Regions from separate parts of the Mus musculus genome. Here region 2 is linked to region 1. Evidence: chromatin contacts called from public HiChIP or PLAC-seq data. All regions are on one chromosome and are shown on one strand. The core of a region is the stretch at or near the end of the contact, and the rest is flanking DNA. Distances in the headings are between cores, read along the strand shown.

Region 1 (7,255 bases), core at 4,021-6,520:
CTGGTCTCCTAGTGAGTTCTATTTATGTAGTCAGGGCTACACATAGAGAGACTGTCTCGAAAACAACAATTGGCAATTTTTCCATGGTCATTAACATCACCTTTGATGCCCGGGAGCTGGTGAAGAATGTGGGCTTCGTGGAACACTTATCAGTGGGCACTGAGCCCCTTTCCTAACCCCAGCTTCTGGGTCTGAAGGTGACAGCTGTAAGAAAGCTCAGCTCGTGAGTGTGGCAGAGGGGGGAGATGGAGTGATTGACAAGGGACCTGGTGACATGGGAGTGCTCCATTGATGGCTGTTGTTTATTATTACCATAGGCTTTTGCTTTTTATTTTTATATTGTTATTATTGTCAGCTGGATTTTGTTTATGTTTTGTTTTGTTTTAGATCCCTCAACTGCTGGAATTACATGCACCACCGTACCCATATTTATGTGGTTTCTGAGTGCTGAACCCAGGGCATGCTGGGAAGGTAGCTGACCACATCTCCATCACCGGCATTTTCATAAGCAGTAGATCATCTCTTTCTCCAGGCAAGTCTTTGCTGCTCACCTCTTCAAGGACCTCTTCTTCCAAGAAGCCTTCCTTGGCTACCCCAAGCTACATGGCACCTCTGGCCTCCTGCAACAAGGGTCGTTCCACATGTCCATTGCTTGTCTACAGCCATCACATTGACACTATGTGAGGGTACCCTTTGTGAAGCCAGCAAAAGGCTAAAGTCTCAAAGCTGCGACAGAGAACATGGGCACACAGTGGGGGCTCTGAAAATGTGATTTTCTGTTTTTTTAAATATAGCTGTGACCGCAGCCTGGGCCACCTCCCTCAGACTGTGCAGGCCACTTCCCTCAGACTATGCAGGTTTCTTTGTATACCAGTATGCCTGCTTGAGTTGTGTCAATACAAGCATTTGCACACATGGATGTGGTTTTGGCATCTGCAAGAAGGGATATAGGTATGATTACACACCACCATTTACTGCCACGTCTATGCAGAGGCTCATGGGCATGGGTGTGTCCCTATAACGTGCCCTGACACTGGGGCATGCCTCCGTGTGCCCAGAGCAAGGCTGTGGCAGGGAAAGTGTAGCAGCTGCTAGATCCAGGTTCTGCCATTTCTCATTTGGGAACTAAAAATAACCCAGCGCCCAGCCCTATCCCAGGAGTCAGGAACCAGCCCGCAAGCCTCACAGGACACCCCAGGCTGGCTGTTGCTTTTGTCCCTTCTTAGGCTACCATACTCCCTAGCCTTCCCTGCCTTGGGCTCCCATGACCTCATTGCAGGCCTTGCTCAACCAGGGCCACAGGAGGAGGAAGGGCCAAGGCCACGCCCATGTCCAGGCAGCTGGATACAAGCAAGGCCTGATAAGGTCAAGCAGGGATTGGGGTACACCCCCGCCTCCAACCAGGGCCAGGCAGGCAGACATGAGTCAGCACAGGGGGCCATCAGCAGCCCAGGCCTGGCCACAAGCAGGTGACAGAGGGCTCAGAGGAGAGTTCTTTCCCAGGAGGCCAGAGATGGGTGTGGAGGACTCACCTGGTCTCTGGCCTCACTTTCCCACTCCTCAGCCTCACTTCCACCCCAGAAGCCCCTTGGAGAGTCCCTCCTCCCCTGCTGGCTTCCTGTCAGCTCTGGCCATACCCTTGTCCTTGAAAAAGTTGTCGGCCTCTTGCAAAAGAGCTTCTGACTTAGCTTAGGAAGTGCCCGTCCCTGAGTGCCATCCCTGCCCTCCCTAGGCAGGTGGTCAGCATTGCCTTCTGGTCCGGAAACATCTCAGAGTCCCCCCTTCTCTGGGAAGTCAAGTCCTTTTCACACACATCCAGACCTGAGCTTTGTAAGGCCCTGAAGCGTCTTTTGAAATTCTACCCACACGATGGACCCTCACAGGGTCCAGTCACAGGCCAGGAGGGGTCATTGTTGTCTTCCTTTACAAGGAACAAAGCCACAGCCCTGTAGGACACATGCTGGCTGGAGACTCGCCAGGCTTCATCTGAGACCAAGCACGCTCCAACATCCACTGTGGCTGTTCTGATCTTTCCTGCTACTGTCTTCAGTATTGACAACCCAGGTCAAGGGCCCTGAACCTGGAAAGATGTACAGCTAGGGCTGGGTCAGCCTGAGCTGCGTAGTGAGACTCTGTCTCAAAACAACAACAACAACAACAACAACAACAACAACCCATGTACTGCTCTTGCAGAGAACCTGAATTCAGTTTCCAGGACATAAGTGAACTGCTCAATTGCTCACAACTTGAGCTCCAGGGGATCTGACGCCCCCTTCTGGCCTCTGAGGGTACCTGCACTTATGTGCACATACCCACTTCTGACCCCATATATACATATAATTAAAAATTTGTTTTTGTTTTTGTTTTGTTTTTGTTTTTGTTTTTGTTTTTTTTGGTTTGCTTTGTTTTGAGGCAGGATCTCACCATGTATCCCTGGTATGTAGACCAGACTGGCCCTAAGATTACAGAGAGCTGTCTGTCTCTGCTTCCCAGATGCTGGAATTTAAAGTTGAAAGTGTTTGGAGATAAGAGGTGACGAAGGCAGATATCACCTAAGCCTCCCAGGAGGCAGAGAGCAGTCATCCAGAGAGCCGTGACAAATCCAGAGGGAGGAGTCCTAGCTTGTCTCTGTCGCTGTGATCAGCACCCTGAATGAAAGCGACTTGGGGAGGAAAGTATTTATTTGGCTTAGCCGTGTGGATCGCACAGTCTGTCACAGAGGGAAGTCAGGGCAGGAACCCAAGCAGGAACAGAGGCAGGAGCTGTGGAAGGAGGCTCGGGCCTGTTCCAAGGCTCATTTTTTATAGTCGTCCAGGAGTGGCACTGACCACAGTGGGCTGGGCCATAGGCTTAGGTTTGTATCAAGTTGGCAAAAACTAACCCTCACAATGTGACTGTTGGGAACCAATCAAAGGAGGAGCAGGCAGAAAGCAAAGGAGTTATGGGTGTCCCTTGAGAATCTTCCCAGTGAAGATGTATTCTTCTGTTTCTTCTACGAGCAAATCCAAACTGCTGCAGTTATCTCTGTGCCTCTTTACTGTGTGACTTTAAGCGAATATCTTAACCTTGCTGGTCTTTTCATCAAAAGAGTCAGTTAGATGGTGAGCTATCTCTTCCTGGGCCAAGGGACACTGTGAATTCCCAGGATGCTTTGCCTATGGACCCACTTGGGCAGGATGTTCAGTGGAGGCAGGGACACACACCAGTTATTAGCTCCTTTGGGAGCTGCTCAGCCCCAAGCTGTGCCAGAGGTTTAAGGATGGTAAAGGCTGACTGGCTGGTAGCCGGTCCTTAGACCCCGGCTGGGGCATTCCAGGAAGAAGTCCAGCTGCTCTCAGCCCAGCTGGACAGCGGGAGTGTGGGGTATGGAGGGGCCGGAATGGCCACCTGACTCAGGGAAGGAACCTGAAACCATTCTGGGCCAGGAACTGAACTGAACACAGAGCCCTGGGTGAGAAGCGTAGGCTGACGAAGGGGAGGCCCCGGGACTTGGCCTGTCCCTGAGCCAACTTCCTCAACATCCGGTTCCTGACTCAGTTTCCTCCCGTGTAAAAATGAGGGGGGGTGTGTCACCGCTTCACAGAGCTGTGCAGAGGGACCCAATGAGCAGTACGGTACAGTAGGGTTCTTTGAGGATCCCTTCCCCCATCCTCTGTGGGGACCTCAGGGACACCTGCAGACCCCCTTTTATGTCCCAGACTTAGAGACTTAAACAAGAGGAAGAAGAGGAAATAGTTAAACGCAAATAAACAAAATGGGGCCCCAGCAGCCGGCGGGTTTCTTGAGGAAAAGCTGCTAATCACATAGCCAACCATTAAAATGCGTCAAGAGGTTCCTGGGAAAGAGCGTTCCTCCCACTGTCCGGTCCATTTCTGGTGCATTCTTCCTGAGCCAGTGAGAGCAGATGCCTGCCAAGACGTATTTACCCCTTCCTTAGAAGCACACGTTCCGGTCAGCCTTGTTTCTGCACCATGGACAATGCTAGGATCAGGAGCAGCTCCCGAAGCACTTCCTGGTTCCTCCATGGCTGGGATGGGCCCCGTTATTGTTAATTAGCTAGGCTCTGGAAGGGAGAGCTGTGCTCTGTTTTATAGGCTGGGGAGTGGGGAGGCCTGGGTCTGAGCGTAGGATCCACTGCTTCGCACTCTGGGCATTGCGTGCCGTTCCCCCTCTGCCTCATTTTCTTCATCCGGAAGAGCATGGCTGCATCCATGGAGGAGATCACGTGGTCCACTGATGGCCCACAGGCCATATCCTGCAAACCCGGTGTTTTGTTCATAAGCTTTCCTTAGAGCGCCCTGGGGAATAGAGCCCTGTCTATGTAGCGTTTGCCTAGCGTACACAGGACTCTGGGTTTGATTCCCCAGAATCACCTATGACTAGCCGTCAGTACATCTCCTTATGACTAGCTGTCAAGAGGATCAGAACTTCAAGGCCATCCCCAACTACGTGTTGCTTTTTTTTTTTTCTTTTTTATAATTCATTTTTATTTTATGTGCACTGGTGTTTTTTCTGCATGCATGTCTGTATGAAGGCATCCGAAACCGTGGAACTGGGGTTACAGATAGGTGAGAGCTGCCATGTGGGTGCTGGGAATTGAACCTGGGTTTTCTGGAAGAGCAGCCAGCGTTTTGTTTTGTTTTGTTTTGTTTTTTTAAATGGTGGAGCCCTCTCTCGAGCCTTGAAACTCTGTTTCAGAAACAACCAAGCAAAAATTTTCCCTAGATTTGAAGTTTTTTTTTTTTTTTTTTACGTTGAACACAGGTTTATGGATTCAAAAACAAGACCTCCCCCGTATTTAGTGCTAGCTGGCTAGAGACTAGATGGCCTTAGAGCCCACCCTTCCCCTATTGCTAACTCCCCTACCTGGCTTAAAGGTGTTGAACACATGAAGAACTTTGCTGCTCAACGATGTTTCAATGTAAATGCTTTGTGAAGCCCCAGCACCCAGCTTCATCCACTTGCCAGGTACCTGGAGGTTTTGAGAGTAGTCGGGAGGCACAGTTTAGGATGAGTCAAGCCTATGGACCCAGACCCAGAGCACTGGCTCCAGGATGTCTCCCCAACCAAAAGGGAAGAGGAAATACTGGCACCAGGTTTAGGAGGGGCTCTGGGCTCCGGGCTCCGGGCCAGATGCTGTATCCCAGGAGGCAGCTCAAGGCTTCTCCCCTAGGCCTGAGCCGGAAGCTGGGCCCCCAACACCTGGAGTTGCCATCTCCTGGTCCCCAGGATGTAGATTCCTGTGCACCCTGCCCCCACGCCTTCCTCTTCCCCACCTACATTCAGAAGCCACATCCTGCTCAGAGGGGTGGGCCAAGGCAGTCCTGAAGGAGACAGGGATGTGGGTGGAGTCTCTGGGGACCTAGGACATCCTCTCCAGGGTGGTTGAAATCCCTTCTCTGCCTCAGGTTCCTTGGAGCAATTTTTTTTTTTTTTTTTTTAGTTGAGTTTTGTTTTTGAGACAAGATCTCACAGACACCTGGCTGGTCTCGAACTTGCTATGTTCCTGAAGGGGATCTTGAACTTCTGATCCTCCCGATTCTACTCCTGAGCTCCAGGGTTACAGGCTGGCAACATCCTATCTGGTTTCAAAGGTGCTGGGCACTGCCTGCAGCAGGGCTCACAATAAGTAAACTGAGGCTGAGTTGCAGCAGAGGACACTAGAGACACGAATCCATCTCAGGCCAAAGCCACACTGAGAATGTCCTCAGCATCATAGTCACTGTGTGTGGAGGGGGGAGAGGGCAGGACAATGGGGACAAGGAGGTCTGAGGGGCCCCAGCACTGCAGGCCTGACACTTGAGACCTACTCCTCTTTATTTTTTCTGTGACCTCAGAGAAGAGCCTCCTGTGGGCCTCAGTTTCCCCATTTAAAGATGCTGCTGCTGCTATAAGCATCAGACTTGGTGCTAGAGCAGATGTGATAAAGGCCAGTGTGGACCTTGGTCCAGACCTGGGGACCGTTTGCTCAGTCCTGGGAAAGGCTAGAGCATGAGGCAGCTCTGGACTGCTAGTCTAGGGGAAGGAGTACATTTGTCTCTTGATCCTCAGTGCTCCAGCCACCTGCTGCTTCCACTAGGGGAAGGGTGGGAGTGGAGAGGCTGGGGAGGAAGCTGGGCTGAGGAGGAAGCCCCCCTCTGTTGAGAAACTGGTAGACTGACTCACTGGCTTTGACGACCTGTGGGTGGTCAGCCCAGGTGCAGCCTTGGGCCTCCCATGATAGCTCTGCCCACAAAGAACCGCTCCTTTCCTTAGGAAACCCGACGAAGGGGTGGACAACACAGAGTGAGAGCCACGCAAGACACTCCAGCCCTGTCCTCCCTGGGCTCCAGAGGGATAAAGAGTGACAGGAAAAGCATGGACAGAAGGACTGCAGGGACTTCCTGGAGTGCCATGTTTGCTGGGGCCATATGTGACCTGCCCCCTCAGATACAAAGCCACTGAGTTCAGGAGGCAACACAGCCAAACCTGTGTTCACACATGCAGATTGGAAAGGGACCCAGCACACACCAGGCAAGGACTCCACCAGTGAGCTACACATCCATCCTACTGTTTTTTTGTTTGGTTTTTCCAGACAGGGTTTCACTATGTAGCCCTGGCTATACTGAAACTTGCTCTGTGGACCAGGCTGGCCTCAAACTCAGAGACCCACCTTCCTCTACCTCCTTCCTGCTGGGATGAAAGGTGTGCGCCAACACCACCCCACTCACATCCAGCCTATTATACACAGCCCATTCTCATTTCTTTGTGTTTGTACCCAAGGGCAGACGTGTGGAGTTTGGAGGACAGCTCTGTGGAGTTGGTTCTCTCCCTGGCAATCCAACTCAGATCACCAGGCCTGCTTGTTTTCTGACACGGAAACAGGGTATACTGTGTGGTGTAGGCTAGCCTCGAACTTCTGCCACTCCTTAATCCCGTCGAGTTTTTTTTTTTCTCCAGAGATTACTGTAAGACTATATAGCATGTGGCACCATATGTATCTAGACTGGCCACTTTTAAGGGCTGGCAGTGGTAAACGGCTACAGGCAGTCTGTGCCATAGGGGTAGCTTGGGAGAGTGCAGGTGGATAGGAGTGAGGGCAGTTCGGGTGACAGGAGTCTGGGCACAGGCCAACACAGCCTGAAGCTTTATCTGCCCTCTCGTCTCCGCCATCCTTCCGAGCTGCTCCTTTGGTTTCAGCCTGGAGTCTTGGGGAATGGATGGGTAGTGGGAGACCCAGGGGCAGGTGGATGGCCTCACTGGCACTGCTAGTCTG
Region 2 (6,803 bases), core at 1,657-4,156, 35 kb after region 1:
TTTACTTTGTAATTTGGGTGGGAGGCAGTGCCCAGGGAAGTCAGAAGGGGGTGCCAGATCTTCTGGAACTGGAGTGAGATGTTTATGACCTTTGCACAGTGAGTTCTGAGAACTGAATTTGGTGAGCCATCTCTTCATCCCTGTGCACACATGTCCTGTCACCTTAGCCTGCATACAGCATTAATGTAACTGTCTGCATACACGGAGTTAAAGGTCTCTCATTTAGGTCCTGGGACTGGTCTCCTTCCTCATTCCATTTCTTAAATGCTTTACCTAGGGCCTACACATAGTAGGTGCTCAAGACTGCTGCTTTATAGTCGGGCAGTGGTGGCGCACGCCTTTAATCCCAGCACTTGGGAGGCAGAGGCAGGCAGATTTCTGGGTTCGAGGCCAGCCTGGTCTACAAAGTGAGTTCCAGGACAGCCAGGGCTACACAGAAAAACCCTGTCTCGAAAAAAACAAAAAAACCCAAAAACAAACCAAAAAAGACTGCTGCTTTAAACAGCCTTGCTCCCCTGCTCCACCCCTCATGTCTGTTCCGTGTGCTCCTTCAGGACATGGAACAAAATTCCTTCTGGGAACACCATCTTTCAGGGGACAGAGCATCTAGATGTGTACTGGTGTGTAACACTCACAGAAGCACTGTGCAAAAACGCCTCCTTATTGGGGGTTAGAGAGACAGGTCATGGTTAAGAGAAGCTGCAGCTCTTCCAGAGCTGCACATACCTGGTGGCTCACAACCAACTTCAGTCCTGGTGGATCTGACGCCCTCTTCCGGTCTCTCTGGGTACTGTATGCATGCATATAATGCACAGACATACACACGCATACATACACACGCAGACAAAACACCTACACACACAAATCTAATCAATCAATCAATCAATAATAAAAATGATGGACCCCTGGAGTCCAAGTTGTGGCCCCATAAATTACTAGAACTGTGTGATCTAGTCCAAGTTGCTCAGTCCCTATGTGGGCCAGTCTCCACGGTGGTAAGATAAAATAACAACATATCTTATAGAAGCTCTGCAGGGACGCAGGGTCAGCTCATTGGTGGCTCTACCACTGTACTTACAGATAAGGACATCGGGCAAGAGCAAGGCCAAGTTCACCCAGCTGTCTGGAGGAAGTACTTTTAAATATCTAAGTCTTCTGACACGGGGGTCAAGTGTGTTGAATTATTTCCACCCAAACAGGGCTATCTGTCATCTTGTCTCAACATATCTGTCTGTCCTGGATGATGGTCCTAGGGAGGAGTCTCTTTTGTATGCTTCCTGCCACTCTGTGAGGAGGGCAAACCCCTTTCACTGCATCAAGGTACTGCACGTATCAGTTTAAAACCAAGTTCATGTATATGTGTGTGGTGTGTGTGCATGCCTGCGCGTGTGTTCAGGTGACTGGAAAACCTCCAGTGTCACCCTTAGAAACACTGTCAATGTCTTTTGAGATAGTGTCTCTCATTGGCCTGAAGCTCACAGATTGGTCTAGACTGTCTGGGCGGGCGGCAAGTGCTAGTCTCTACCTTCCCGATGCCTGTTTAGATGAGTTCTGGGACTGGACTCAGCTCCTCTTCTAAGCATTTTACCAAATGGGGGTCTCCCCAGACCCCCAACCCAACCTATGGAGCCCACTGTCACAGAGATGGCAAACATTGCCAGCCCCCTCTCATTTTCCCACGATCCTCTGCAATTCTTCTTCTCCTCCGGTTATGTCTCCGAGTTACAGAAGAGGAAATCAAGGTACCATTGGTGAGCTTAACCTACCTTAGAGGTCACCTGCTCCAGGCTACCTCCCAGCCACTCTGCTAGCTAGTCATTTGGAAAAATGGGGTACCTGGAGCCACGTGTAAAGAGGCCCGAGAGGTTCTTCCTTATCAGTACCACCTCATCCAGGGCCATGAGAGGCAACAGCACCATTCAGTGGATATGGGGATACAGACCAAGTGGAGATGACAGGCAGCAGAAGTGGATGAGGGCAAGGTGCCCTAAAGGCAGGAGGCATTGCAGTGAGCCTGCCGGTCTTGTGGTGGGTGCTGGGCTGGCAAGCGTGCTTGCGTGTGACTGTGTCACTGTGACAGTGTGACTGCTGAAGGCAGGGACACAGCAGTTCCCTGAGCTGGGGGTGGAAGGTGTTAACTGTGAGAGTGCTGGTGTGGGTGGGTAGCCTCTGGGCCTGGAACTGGGTGGGGGGCAGAGAGGGGTAGTAAACACCCTGGTGACTTGAAGGCAGCATCTTGGTGGCAGTCCTTGGGAGGATGGTGCAGGGCTGGGGGTGGGGTGGGTTGAGTGACTTTGCAGTTCAACAGACTCAAATTCAGCTTATGCTGGCATGGCAGCGCATGCTGTGTGCCAGGCGACAAGCAAGGAGAGGCAGACCCAGTTTGTAGCTGAAGGGTTCCCGCTGGCTGTGGGTTTAGAGCTTCAACCTTGGGGCTGGTGTGTGGCTGGATGTTTTCTGATCATTCTGACATTTAATCCACACACTTTGTCCCCCACTTAGAGAATGTAGGGTGAATCACAGAAGGAAAGTGACGTGCCCAAGGTGACCCAGCTATTTAATTAGACTCAATGGAATCTAAGCTGCCAGGTTGCAGATGTCTGGTTCTGGGGTTCAGGGGCCACACTCCTGGCCTTGGTCCTGGCCCTGCAGACAGGCCCCTAAACACTGTGCTAATGGGTGGGGCCGCAGTTCACCTTCAGTTCCTGCCAAGAGGCTAGATTCACAGTCACAGGGGCTGCGTAGTTCTCAGAGACCCCTCAAGCAGCAGTCTTTGCCTGAGGACCTCCCTTGGTTCCTGCCCCCTCCCGGCGCTGACTCCGGGCCAGGAGAGGAAAGGCTGTCTCCACCCACCTCTTGCACTCTCCCTTCTCCTTTATAAAGGCCGGAACAGCTGAAGGGTGGCAACTTCTCCTGCAGCCGGGAGCAGCCTGCCTGCCTCCCCCGCTGCCTCCCTGAGGGCTTCCCTCCGGCCGCCAGCGCCCATCTTTCTCCAGAGAGATATTTTGCGCACACACACATACACACACGCGCAAAAGGGAAAGGAGGAAAAAAAAAAAAAGCCCACCCTCTAGCTTCGTTGCAACGAGAAAGCCGGAGCAGCCGCAGCTCGAAACCCGCAGAGGAAGCCCAGAGTGGCGAGCGAGTGGGTAGATAGACAGACTGACCCGAGCCGCGTCCACCTGTCGGCCCGGACCAGCCCAGCGCGCAGTGGGCGCGCCGCGCTCTCGGAGCAGCCGTGCCCGCCGCTTGGGCCCTGCGCCAGGGCGCACACGCTCCCGCCCCGCCACCCGGCCCGGGCGGGAGTTTGCACCTCTCCCTGCCCGGGTGTTCGGGCCGCCGCTGCAAAGCCAACTTTGGAAAAAGTTTTTTTTTGGAGACTTGGGCTTGGAGGTCCCCAGCTCTGCGCTTTCTGATCTGGGGGTCCGTTCCAGAAAATGTTGCAAAAAAGCTAAGCCAGCAGGCAGAGGAACACGCCTTTAGCGGGCGAGTGAAGACGAACCATCGGCTGCCGTGTTCCTTTTCCTCTCTGAGGTTGGAGTCCCCTGCGCGCCCCCACACGGCTAGACGCCTTGGCTGGTTCGCGACGCAGCCCCCAGACTGTGGATGCTCGCGTGGGCTCGGGATCCGCCCAGGTAGCGGCTTTGGACCCCGGTCCCTTGTCCAGGTCCTCCCCAGCCCCCCAGCGACGGAGCCGGGGCCGGGGGCGGCGGCGCCCGGGGGCCATGCGGGTGAGCCGCGGCGGCGGCTGCAGCGGCCTGATCGCCTGATCGCGGGGGACCCGAGCGGAGCCCACCCTCCTCCCCAGCCCCCAACCCTGGCCGCGGGGGCGGCGCGCTCCGTCTACGCGTCCGGGGCCCCGCGGGGCCGGGCCCGGAGTCGGCATGAATCGCTGCTGGGCGCTCTTCCTTCCTCTCTGCTGCTACCTGCGTCTGGTCAGCGCCGAGGTGAGTTGCGACGGCGGCTAGGGCTGGATCCTTCCCTGGTTGTCCCAGCCCCCACGCCTGGCCGCCCCCTCCTCTCCCTGCAGTGAACTTTGGAGCCTTGCAGCGCGTGAGTCAGGCGCCGGGCACTGGGTGGCCCCAAGGGCTGGGAGGCCAGGTCCGGGGTGCTGGGCTCCTGGGGAGGAGGCAGCGGTGGGTTTCTTTCCAGTGGACCAATCTAGATCCCTAAAGCTTTTAGTGTCCTAGAAGGTGTGTGCTGCCCTGCCCCCTGCCTCAGGAGCTAGAGATCTTAAGCTTCCCGGTTAAGGGGAAAAGGTGAGGTGATATCTAGGGTGTCTAAGGCATCGAGACCTCCTGTGTCCTCCTCAGAACCAGCCTGGGCTTTGGTTCTGCCCAGGACCCGGCCTGCCCTAGAAGTATGTGCCTTCGAACTCAGGATATCCAGAGATCTTTGGCAAGGGTTTTGGTCCCACCCTAGCTTCTGCACTGGTCTAGAGTGGGCACCTTGGGGTCATGCTGGACGATCCAAAAGCACCTTGTATCTTGGCGCAAGGGGTCCAGAGAAAGAGAGACGGAGACACTAGAGAGACAGGCAGACAGACAGACGGTAGGTTCAGACGCTTGGAGTAGAGACAGGACTGGAGGTGGGGCGCGCGCGCGGGGGGGGGGGTGTTGGTCTGAAGGAATCTAGCCCCCGGGGCGGTGTGTGTCTGAGGCCCAGCAGTACCTGCGCCGGCACCCTACGAGAGGAAGCACTTCTCTTCCCCGCAAGCAGGATGCGGAGCGCACGCCTGCAGAAGCCTAGCTGCAAGGGCGGTCGGGTATGGAAACGTCTGCGGGAACGATCAGGTCGGATCAGTGCCCCTACCCCTCCCAGCCTCACGTAGCAGTGAGTTGGCAAGTCTACCGGGAATCCAGGTGGGAAGGGGGCGGGGCAGGAGGAGGCGCGAGCCGGAGCGAGGCTAGGGCCAGGAGAGCGGATTGCCCGGGTCCTGTCCCGCCTTCTCCTGCGGAGGTCTAGACTCTACACCTAGTCGACTGCTCGCCGGGCCAGCCGGATCGCCTGCGGCCAAGCGTAGGAGACAGGAGGCGGCAGGGAAGGGGTTAAAGCGGAGGGCTCCGAGGCCGCAGCCCGACCTTGGGCCGCAGCCAGAGCAGGTTGTTTTGACCACGAAGGAGCCGTCGCCGTCTCCTTTTGTTCTTGGGGCTCCTCGAGGGCCGCCGGCCGCCCGCCCTGGGGGCCCCGCCCTTCCGCGGCTGCCCCCCGTGGCCGGAGCCCGAAAGAGAGCAAGCTGGGCTTGGCCGGGCCGCTGCAGGCCGCTCGCGGCACCCCCTCCCCTCCTCATTAGCAGCCCCCCGGGCCGCGGCCAGCTGTTGGGGAGGGGGACGCCAGGAGGCCCCAGCTGCCGCCTCGCCGCGCCGCGCCTCGGGGACCTGGAGGCTGGCCCGGTGCCAGGGCGTCCTGAGAACCGCGGCACCCCGCGGCTGCTCTCTGCAGCCCACCCCGCCCGGCCCCCGACTCGCTCACTCACCCCACGCATGCACACTCCTGGCCGGAGGCGATGCTCCGCTCCCGCGGGCGGGAGCGCAGAGCGACGGGCACGCACTAAGGAGGCCAGGTCGCGCGCCCGCCGCCACGCCCGTGCACACGCGGGACACACGCGCACGCGGCCCGAGTACACGTGCGCTCACACACCCACGCACGCACACAGGCACGCACAGTCCCTCTGTACACTCAGCGCCAGGTGCCCGCCCCCACGCAACAGGTGGGCCCTCAGTGCGCTCTGGCACTCCACCGCCTCTGTAGCCACCCCATTTCCTTCCTGGGGGTTCTGAGAAGGGAGGGACAACCCCAGATCCTGATCTGGACTCCACAGCACGCATTTTGGCCTGTTTAGAGTAGCTTAGCAACCCCTCAAAATTTACCCTTCTATAATGGCTTTTCAACCACCCCACGTGGTGTGATGTTGGTGTGACCCTGGAGGCCCCGGAGTGCAGGATAGCCATGCAACGAATAGCCATTTGATCATCAAGACAGAGGGACGCCACCTACCTGCTGAGTGTGTCACCCACAACCTCCCTTACTTGGTTAATCCTGGTAGGAGTATGGAGCCCTCCTTATGGGCACTGCTGGATATGTAACATCTGGATGAGGTTTCTCTTACCAGTCCATCTTCCTCCAGCAGCACTGCAGTCAGTCGCATTTAGGGTTGAGGCTGCTGCTCAGAAATTCAGCCTTGTCCCTTCGTAGACTACTGGGACCCTAATTACACTGCGTTTTGCAGTTGTCCAAGGTTTTCCCGATAAGCTTAGGGGTATTAGACTGAAATCATGCGGACATGTCCCCATAGAGACCAGCCCAGGCAAGCTCCAAATAACCAGTGTAGGGAGACACAAGCAGGACTTGCCTCTCTGGGTGACCCTGTAGTTGGCTGTATTTTACATGGAAGCTTAAGCGTTGGGAGCAGGCTGGTAGGGTTGAGGCAGTACTGGAGGAGAATCTGAACAGGCTGCTGAGGCCCGTCTCCATCAGCTGAGCTGGCTTCCCAGAAGGTGACTGTCATGTGACTATCTGTCTGCCTCAGCACCCTTCTGCCGGGAAGGAGTGGAGGGCCCTCCCCCCAATAGTTATCAACCACCACGTCTCCTTCTGGCTTGCTAATGTCCACGGGTGGAGGGTAGGGGGGTCCCACGAGGGTGGGGGGTCCCACTTGGCTGGAATCCCCCTGCCCAGATGTGTGAAAGTCAAGGTGATAGATTCTGGAGGCCCTAGTGCAAGAGCCAGGGTGTGTGTTGTGTGTAGGAGTTAACTTGAGGCGTTTGCCTGGTGTTCGAGATGCCCTCCCTCTTTCTGATGTC

What was found. HiChIP or PLAC-seq counts read pairs in DNA pulled down with a chosen protein or histone mark.
Region 2: a BATF HiChIP or PLAC-seq map of CD8 T cells shows a contact between it and region 1, with 29 read pairs. The contact joins the promoter of Pdgfb here to the enhancer-like site in region 1. A contact is called at or near these places in 10 of 39 promoter capture datasets (the C10 cell line, cranial neural crest, embryonic stem cells and 5 more), 2 of 15 datasets of contacts at CTCF or cohesin (CD8 T cells and the NIH/3T3 cell line), 29 of 484 Hi-C or Micro-C datasets (the AML12 cell line, B cells, the BV-2 cell line and 21 more), 25 of 115 datasets of contacts at active chromatin or transcription factors (CD8 T cells, the HPC-7 cell line, T-cell acute lymphoblastic leukemia and 15 more) and 4 of 9 other capture datasets (adipose tissue, embryonic stem cells, liver and 1 more).

The regions. Positions count from the first base shown.
Region 1 is chr15:80,048,281-80,055,535 of GRCm38.p6, reverse strand. Gm41362 (a long non-coding RNA gene) reads left to right here. Exons shown (of 3, transcript XR_875493.1): 3 at 388-2,318. Among named protein-coding and RNA genes, the nearest start is that of Gm41362, 7.8 kb to the left of the region's middle. Within about 2 kb of position 5,270, at least 29 of the 459 cell types and tissues checked have an H3K27ac peak or open chromatin away from gene starts, as enhancers often do. A contact at or near this core is called in CD8 T cells, T-cell acute lymphoblastic leukemia, Th1 cells and 3 more, where this site is marked.
Region 2 is chr15:80,011,080-80,017,882 of GRCm38.p6, reverse strand. It overlaps Pdgfb (platelet derived growth factor, B polypeptide), which reads left to right and starts at 2,906. Exons shown (of 7, transcript NM_011057.4): 1 at 2,906-3,947. The coding sequence starts at 3,885.